Regions from separate parts of the Callithrix jacchus genome. Here region 1 is linked to region 2. The links are chromatin contacts, called in public Hi-C maps. All regions are on one chromosome and are shown on one strand. Each heading gives the region's core, a stretch centred on a gene start, on an enhancer-like site or on the middle of the called end of the contact. The rest is flanking DNA. Distances are from core to core; before and after follow the strand shown.

The links. Hi-C and Micro-C count contacts between places; a contact is called where the count stands out from the background.
Region 1: a contact with region 2 is called in a Hi-C map of skeletal muscle, with 6 times the contacts expected there. The contact joins two enhancer-like sites. A contact is called at or near these places in 3 of 3 Hi-C or Micro-C datasets (induced pluripotent stem cells and skeletal muscle).

What each region holds. Positions count from the first base shown.
Region 1 is chr12:107,644,021-107,648,096 of calJac240_pri, reverse strand. All of the region lies in intron 1 of ABLIM1 (actin binding LIM protein 1), which reads left to right. Among named protein-coding and RNA genes, the nearest start is that of ABLIM1, 71 kb to the left of the region's middle. Within about 2 kb of position 2,561, at least 6 of the 16 cell types and tissues checked have an H3K27ac peak or open chromatin away from gene starts, as enhancers often do. A contact at or near this core is called in skeletal muscle, where this site is marked.
Region 2 is chr12:107,495,863-107,500,365 of calJac240_pri, reverse strand. All of the region lies in intron 4 of ABLIM1 (actin binding LIM protein 1), which reads left to right. Among named protein-coding and RNA genes, the nearest start is that of AFAP1L2, 150 kb to the right of the region's middle. Within about 2 kb of position 3,120, at least 1 of the 16 cell types and tissues checked has an H3K27ac peak or open chromatin away from gene starts, as enhancers often do. A contact at or near this core is called in skeletal muscle, where this site is marked.

The DNA of each region.
Region 1 (4,076 bases), core at 1,312-3,811, 150 kb before region 2:
TCCCATTATGTAGAATGGGGACATTATCACCCTTCCACCTCACTTCTCTTCTCCTGTCCACTCTTTCTTTTGACTGGTGTCAGCTCTACCTTACTTTCACATTGTCAAGGTTTATGTATTTTTAAATTTTATGCTTTCTTGATTATGATAGGTTGATTTTTAGAGCTGAAAACCAATAGAAATTATTTGTACCATTAAAATTGTGCAATTATTTTTTCACTACAGAAGGAGATATTGTGACTGGACCCATAGAGAAGAAATTATTCTGAGCCCAAATCTTGCTCAAAGAAAATGTTCAAGCATTATTAAAGTGTTATCCAAGGGCCCTTTCCAAAACCTCCTTTTTTTCTCAAAATTGTATGACTCTTTAGTTTGCTTCATATTTAGATCACTGTTTTTTTAATACAGATTTTAAATTTACATAAAACTTTTAATTCCATTTTTTTTTTGCTAAGCAAAATGAATCTATTAATAGCATTACTAAGATCGTCCAGCCTCTGAATCACAGCTTGTTGAATGAAATCTACTTTATTGAAGATGTTTTCTTAGAGACTCTATCTTCTAATTTGGACTAACTGGTTTCTAGATCTGTTATATAGCTGTCACTGTGGGATTCCCCCTAATCCCATTTTATTTCTAAATGAATTCCACAATTTCTTGGAATCTGTAGTTTTCTGCTTGGGAATTAATTTTTCCTCATGTGTGAGTCAGTCTTCAAGTAATTTTTTTCAGTAAGATTGCATAAAAGTTAAGCAGAATCCTTCTCTGTGTGAAAATTTCTTAGTTTCTCCACACGCTGAATTGGTTTCTTGTGACATCATGGTGGTTGCCAAGTCCCATGGTAGCCTGAGTTCTTTTTCCTTCTTGGGAACCTGAACTGGTCTCTGATAGCTTTTAGGGTCTTCTCTATATGCTCAGAGTTCTAAAATTCCACTAGGATATTTCTAGCTGTTTTTGTCATTTTTCTTCATCCTATTCAGCACTTGGTTTGCTCTTTCATTTTGAAACTTGTGTCTTCCTTCAGCGCTGGAGAATTTTGTTTTTTTTTAGTTTCTCTCCTTTACTTTCTTTGTTCTCCTTTTTGGAACTCCTAGTCAATGGATACTGAACCTCTTCCATATCTCTTGATTCTTATATATATATATAATCCATTAACTTCTTTTTATATATAGATATAAAGTATTTATAACTATATAAAAATATATAAAATATTTATATATAATATATATTATATATATTATATATTGTATATATATTAATCTATGTAATATATATTATATATATAAATATATATATATATTTTAATTGCCTTTATTTTGCTCTACTTTATGGGAGGGTTTCTTGACATTTTGTTTTGTGGCCTGTCTGTTGCATTTCTTTTTATTTTCATAATCATCATTTTAAAAAGATTTCTATAAACTCTCTTTTTCTCTGATTGCTCTTTTAATTTTTTTCCCAGTTTAACTTCATGGATACAGTGTGTTCCCAAGAACTGTAGAGGATATAAATTTGAAGTTTTATTTAGAGCCTTTCTTCTGTTGCTTAAATTATCTGTTTTCTCTAGAATCATGTGTTTCTGTATTCATCTTGGTCCAATTATGTGCTTTTGTTTTCCTTAAATGCCTTAGTGATTTTTTTTTTCATATATGTCAATTAATTAATGGGGGATTAATACAGAGATTTCTATGTGGGGGATCAATTTTTCCTTTTGTCTTTTTGCTGGTATAATTTTCCTCTATAGTTGTGTTAGTTTCTACCACAAGAGACCTATAAAATGTAACATTCTATATATTCAATAATATATGGATTTAAAATCATTTTTACTTTAAAGCACTTATTTATCATGTACCAAATGAAATGGCCAAATGATCTTTTAAAACCCTAAGGAAGATGGTAGAATTTCATGTTAATGTGAGAAGGTTTTGAGAACCAACTTTAATGCTTGATATGGGGAATAGCTGGATTACTGAAATTGAAAATTAGGGCTATCTGAGTTAACGGATTTATTGATGGGCATGGGTTTTCTTTTTAAGAGAAAATATCACTTTGGCTCTGTTTATATTGTGTCATGGTTTGGATACCTATAAACCCCAGATACTGAATTTGTTTTTAGAAGCCACAGGCACACACCCTGTGTGAAGTGAGCACCTCCTGACAGGTTTGCGCTGTGCCGGTTTTCCTCCCTCCTACTCACTGGCATTTGCGGTGCTGCTGCCCCAGGCTGAGTGGGCTGGCCCGGAGGCTGGCTCTGGTCCCTGGCCTCGACTGCTGGGCAGATCAGCTGCTCGGGAAGCTGCGTGCCAGCTCCTAAAGGCTGATCACCACTTGCCCCAGGCTGGAGAGGCCTTGCAGGCTCCAGATCAGAGTTCTTCATTTTAGTTTGTACTTTTTAGTAACTGGTTGTGCCTCTGACTCAGACTGTTTTATAAGTGCCACTTATATTTCTCAAAAAGCCAGAGTGGCCTTACTTAAGCTGTGATGAGTGGAGTGTGGGGAGGAAGGTGGGTTGGGATAGTGGACTGTGAGGCTGAGAATTGTTTCTCTCTGATCCCATGGAGCAGAAATGAGAAGGGAAGGGTGTGTTTTGTGTCTGGCCTGGAATTCTGTTCTCTTCCTTCCTCCCCCAGAGTACCCTGAGTCATGAGGCTTAGAGATTCAGATTACTATGAATTCTAGTTCTTATTGAATCCAGACTGGACCAGAAGGCCTCAGCAGCTGTAAGACTTAGTGATAATGGAGGAAAAGATCCATTCAGCATCTGTTATGAGTTGAATTATGTCTCCCACGAATTCCTATATTGCAGCCCTAACTCCCAGTATCTCAAGATGTGACTATATTTGGAAAAAGTATCTATAAAGAGGTAATGTAGTAAAAATAGGCCAATCCAGTATAAATGGCATATTAGTCTGTTTTCGCAATGCTGATAAAGATACAACTGAGACTGGGTAATTTATAAAGGAAAAGAGGTTTAATGGACTCACAGTTTTATGTGGCTAGGGAGGCCTCACAATCATAGCAGAAGGTGAAGGGCACGTTTTACATGGTGGCAGGCAAGAGAGAATGAGAGCCAAGTAAAAGGGGAAACCCCTTAGAAGACCATCAGATCCCATGAGATTTATTCACTACCACCAGAACAGTATGGGAAAACTGCCCCCACGATTCAATTATTTCCCACCACATCCCTCCTACAGCACATGGGAATTATGGGAGCTGCAATTCAAGATGAGATTTAGGTGGGACACAGCCAAACCATATCAAATGGTGTCCTTATAAGAAGAGGAAATCTGTAAGAGACAGAGAGATCAGACACATCCGTGCAGTGAAGGTCATCCATGTGAGGATGCAGCAAAAGGGCCATCATCTGCAAGCAAGATGAGAGGGCTTAGAAGAAATAAAACCTGCCAGCATTTTGGTCTTGGATTTCTAGCACTTGTGGTATTTTGTTGTTGTCATCTTAGCAACTAATATAGTGTTTTTAGCCAATGAATCTTTCTTTGTTCCCCGCTGCCCTCTCCAGGGAGGGAGGAGGGAGGCATTCCCTGGGTGGAGCCTGGGCAAGGAGCCCTCATCACTAGATCCTAAAACCTGTGTCTCTGACTTTCCATAGACACTGGGGTTATCAAGGAAAGATTTTTGACTCATCTTGTCAAATTCTCAACTATTTGGATATCAAACTTGGGTAAAGACCTAATGTGTGAAATCAGGGAAGCTGTAATTAGGAGAATTTCACAGATGTGCAAGAGTAATATCGTATAGGATGTTAGCTGAGATGTGTTGATGAGCATCAGTTGCCACAGTGATGGTGCAATGGCAATAGAAGTCTGTAAACTCTGGTTTCCCAAAGAAAGTGACATCCTAATAATCTCTTATGATTAGAGATCAAAATTTGAGGTGCCTTGGTTTGGTTGCACAAAGCTTCATAAATGGAACTCCTTCTTTCTGTTGGATGTGTTTTATTTCCAACAGAGATAAAATGCCATTGCATTGTCTTCAATGTGATTACATTGGCATTTCTAGCAGCAGAATTCTTTAATTTGAAAAGGTTATTGAATTGTAATGGACCCAGTTCTAACCTA
Region 2 (4,503 bases), core at 1,871-4,370:
TAAAAATAATCCTTGAAAAGTGCTTAACCTAACAAATTTGTGGTTTCACATTCTATTTTTTACTCTCTCCTTTCTTATGTTGACCTCATAGCCATGGTGTTTGCCATGACATGCTACAAAAGAAAATTGTGGACTCATTTCAGTGACTTGCTTTAAATAAAAAACATGGACGGTGGCCAGTCAATATTTGTCAACTCCTAGGTGTCTGATTTTGGACCTGGCAAAAGCCTGGATGAAGATGAAGGTCAGCATTCAACAATGTCCACTCGCTAGACCAGTATTCTTATCACTACTGATGATGGGGCCTTTTTGGTCAAGTAGAGGTTTTCAAGTGCCTAAATCATTTCTGCCTTAAAGATGTTAAAGTCAAACCTGTTGCCCAACTCTTACAAAAAAATAACTTAAGAAAACTCTGGGTTTTTTAATCCACGTGTTGCAAACTAATGGGCCTACGAAGGCTAGGCTAGTAACACAGTTGCATATGGTCAGTTCAAGCATGAAGAACAGGTGTCAGCTGACAACTTACGGAGCGATGGAAACCCTTGCAGATCGGAACTATCTGTCCTGTATAAAGTGAGCAGTCACCACGAATCTCTAAATAGTTATTCCCATGATGGAATCCACATGTCAGGGGCTGACCTAACATGCTGAAGGCGTGTGTTGAAGGCAGCTTGTTAGCAGAATCTGATCCACGTTCAGGTCACCCGTCTCCTGTGCCCCTTCCTTCTCTCTCTTTTGGATAAAATGAGTATTCTCTACCCCCACCATTTTATTATACAAGATCAGGAAATCCGTGTTCTCAGGGAACAACTGAGTGGCAAGATGAGATGACATTAAATTCAGGACCTTAACTTACCCAAACCCTAGAACTTAAATTTGTTATTTTTTTTTTTCTTGTACCTTGAGTCCTGGCCAGAGATAAAGTACTCTAGTTAACAGTCTATTAAAAGGATATTTTATAAGGTCTCCAAAGTCTTATTCCATTCTCTATTAATAACAACCTAAATCTGAAATGATTTTGTTTCTATTTATTTTTCATCCACGTGTATAGCCATAAATTTAATTTGTAACTTTGTTTATGACAAATACTGTTTCTTTCTTTCTTTCTTTTCTTTTCTTTTCTTTCTTCCTTTTTTTGAATCTTGTAAAAAAGGATCCCAAGGAAAGCTTGAATTTTCTTGAACATATCTGGGCAACAGTTTCAGTACTGAAAATCAATTTCTTAAATACTTTATTTTAAAAATTGTATAGTAAAGGGCATGCTCTAAAGTGTCTTAAAATCCCTGTGGACATTTTATAAGTCTCTGTTATCTCAGTGTCTCAGTAAGCATCGATTAGATGCATAAAGTTTCTCCCCAGTCTTTTTTATGTAATGATTTACATTCAGTTCACATCAGTTCTCTATATAGTCTTCACCTTTGAAGGAACACCCTGCTCTTGTTCTGTAGTGGCTGTTTTTGCCTGTTTACAATGAAGGAGGCAGTAACCAAAGAAACAAACCCATGATGGGAGGTTTAAAGTCAGAGCAGTCCTGTAAGCGTCAAAGCTTGGGTTCATGTGCATTTGAGAAAAGATTTGTGCTCTGTGTTTAACTGGGCAGGCAAAGCCTTAGTTTCCCATGTGTATAATCACGCATTTGCATGTGATGGTCGGTAAAGTCCCTCTGGCTCTCGGATGTTCTGTAGTCTGTAAAATGCAGACCCAAAATCTTTATCCTACCAGGTTAGTGGGAGCCCTAGGGTAAACTGAGATAACAGACATGCAAAATTCAGAACACATGATGTTACTTTCATTATGATGGTTACGAAACTAATGAGAATCTAAAATGCCTTCCCCAGAAGCTGACAATGGGCCATTTAAAATTTTTTTAAAGGGAAGCAGAAATAGAAGCTATCTTAGCTTATTGCAGGTATCCGGACAGTAGAGACATCGAGTGTTTACATGTGTGTGCCTGAAATTCGGCTAGGTAATTACATATATTACATAGCCTGGGAAAGCAGGTATTGCTAACCTACCCATTTTACAGTTGAAAAAACTGAAGCCCAGCAGTTGCCCAGTTTGCCCAGGGTCCCTCCATTCAGTGTCAGAGCGGGAATTTGACTCCAGTGCTCTTCAGCTCAAAATCTTTAACTGCTGTGAGTTACCCAGTTAGTATCTAGAATAGGCCAAGACACACGGAGAACAAAACAATGAAGACTTATTTTTTCCTATTGCTACTTTTATTATCCTGTATCAGAGCTCCCTTTTCCGCCTGAATGAAATCTTTTTTTTTTTTTTTTTTTTGAGACGGAGTTTCACTCTTGTTACCCAGACTGGAGTGCAATGGTGCGATCTCGACTCACTTCAACCTCCGCCTCCTGGGTTCAGGCAATTCTCCTGCCTCAGCCTCCTGAGTAGCTGGGACTACAGGCGCGCACCACCATGCCAAGCTAATTTTTGTATTTTTAGTAGAGACGGGGTTTCACCTTGTAGACCAGGATGGTCTCCATCTCTTGACCTCGTGATCCACCCACCTCGGCCTCCCAAAGTGCTGGGATTATAGGCGTGAGCCACCGCACCCGGCCCCTGAATGAAATCTTTTAGAGGCAGGGTCTCACTCTGTCACCCAGGCTGGAGTGCAATGCTGTGATTATAGCTCACTGCAGTCTTGAGCTCCTGGACTCAAGCAATCCTCCCACCTCAGCCTCCAAAGTAGCTAGGACTTGCAGTCCTAGCACTGCCGCACCTGGCTATTTTATTTTTTTGTAGAGATGGGGTCTCATTATGTTGCCTAGACTGGTCCTGAACTCCTGGCCTCAAGCAATGATCCTTCTTCCTTGGCTTCTCAAGGTGTTAAGATTTAAGGTGTGAGCCACTGCCCAATCTGATGATAACTTAGATCGTGTATCTTTCTTGTGACTTTCAGCTCTTCAAAGTTCAGTCCAGTTAAAAATTCTCTTCCCACATCCATTTCGGAGCTTCACCCTTTCCTAGGTCAGGCCCATCCCCAGTTGGAAACCTACAATGAGGCTGGTCTTTCTTATCTCCTTTCTATCCTTTAGGGATCCTCTGGGGTCTTGGAAAGGAGGGTAGGGGATTAGAAGTTGAGGGGACAAGGTGTTAAACTGCATTATCGTGCTTCTTTCTAACGCTGGCTGGAGATTTATAGTGGGATGAGGGGTAGATTTTGAGCTTGGACAGAAGTGCAATTCCTGGTTAATCTCTTGCAACCTGCCCTTCCCCCTTTCCCAGAATCAGGCCCTGCTTCCTCATGGTCTCCTCATAGCTTGTTACTAATGAAGTCCCCCCTCCTCCCTACTCAGCGGGCACCTTTCGCACGTGGGCTCATCAAGATGCTTGGGTGTGGGTACCATCCATGGGACATTCACACACCTCCAGCGAGCTGAACAGTGGAAGTTCACACCACATCACTTCTGTCTTCTCCTTCACCTGCCATCAAGAGTGGCTGCTGCCAGTTTCCTGCCTTCCCTGTTAAGTAGGCTCCAGACTTTATGTCCACGAATGCTTTCAAGCTCCAGGATACATCAAATGCTTCTCTTGGATGCCACGGCAGTGCTAGGGCCTGAGCTTTTCCACTCAGTAAACATCTAGGTAGAGAGTGGGAGGCTGTCCCTCCTTCTAACAGGATCCTCTAATCCTTGCAGCAGAGCAGAGGGGAATACCACTCTCTTGCTGTGTGGAGAGCTCCCTGCTGACCTCAGCTCTCTGTTTTCCAATGTCTGATTTCAGAGTTAGGTGGGCCACAGGGTTGATAGTCATCAGGTAGATTCCACCATCTTCTGGTAAGTCCTAGAAGGATCTTCCTAGCACCCTTCTTTGGAAGATGGAATACTCCCATCATTCTCAGCTCTGAGGTTTTAGCCAAAAGTTCCAAGATACTAGGAAGACTCCCATACTGTATTCTGGAAGCTTTGATCCTGGCCAGGTAGTTGCTCTGAATGGCAGTTACTACCTTTATAAATGACTCTGCACATTTGAAGCATGCAGGCCTGGGAAGGTAGGGGCGGCTGGGAATTTAGCTACCACATGGTTCTCTTTTTTTATAGCTAGTTCCATGTCCTCAGCCTTCTTTTCCAGAGAGGCATCTTCACAGAATAAGACATCTTTGGGGCCCTTATTCATCTCAAATGGGAAATTCCAGGAAGGCAGAAATAGTTCTCAAGAAGAACATAGGTTTCCTGGCTGAGAGGAGCTTCAGTGCTGCCCAGGAGATGACTTCTCTCTTAGCTTGGGAGCACCCATCTTTGTCCTGAAAGCCATATGTCCCTTTCTTCAACTTAAATACTTTTGCAGCCCAGGTGTCCATAGCCCTGTGCTAAAATCTTACACAAATAAATAAATAAAAATAACTAAATATATTAAGAGAGACAAGATCCCTATTGTTAAGGATTAATTGCGTTTGAACAAAATGATACCAATTTGGAAGCAGGTGTGTACATAGATGTTAATTTAACCTGGAGGCTGGGCACGGTGGCTCATGCCTGTAATCCCAGCACTTTGGGA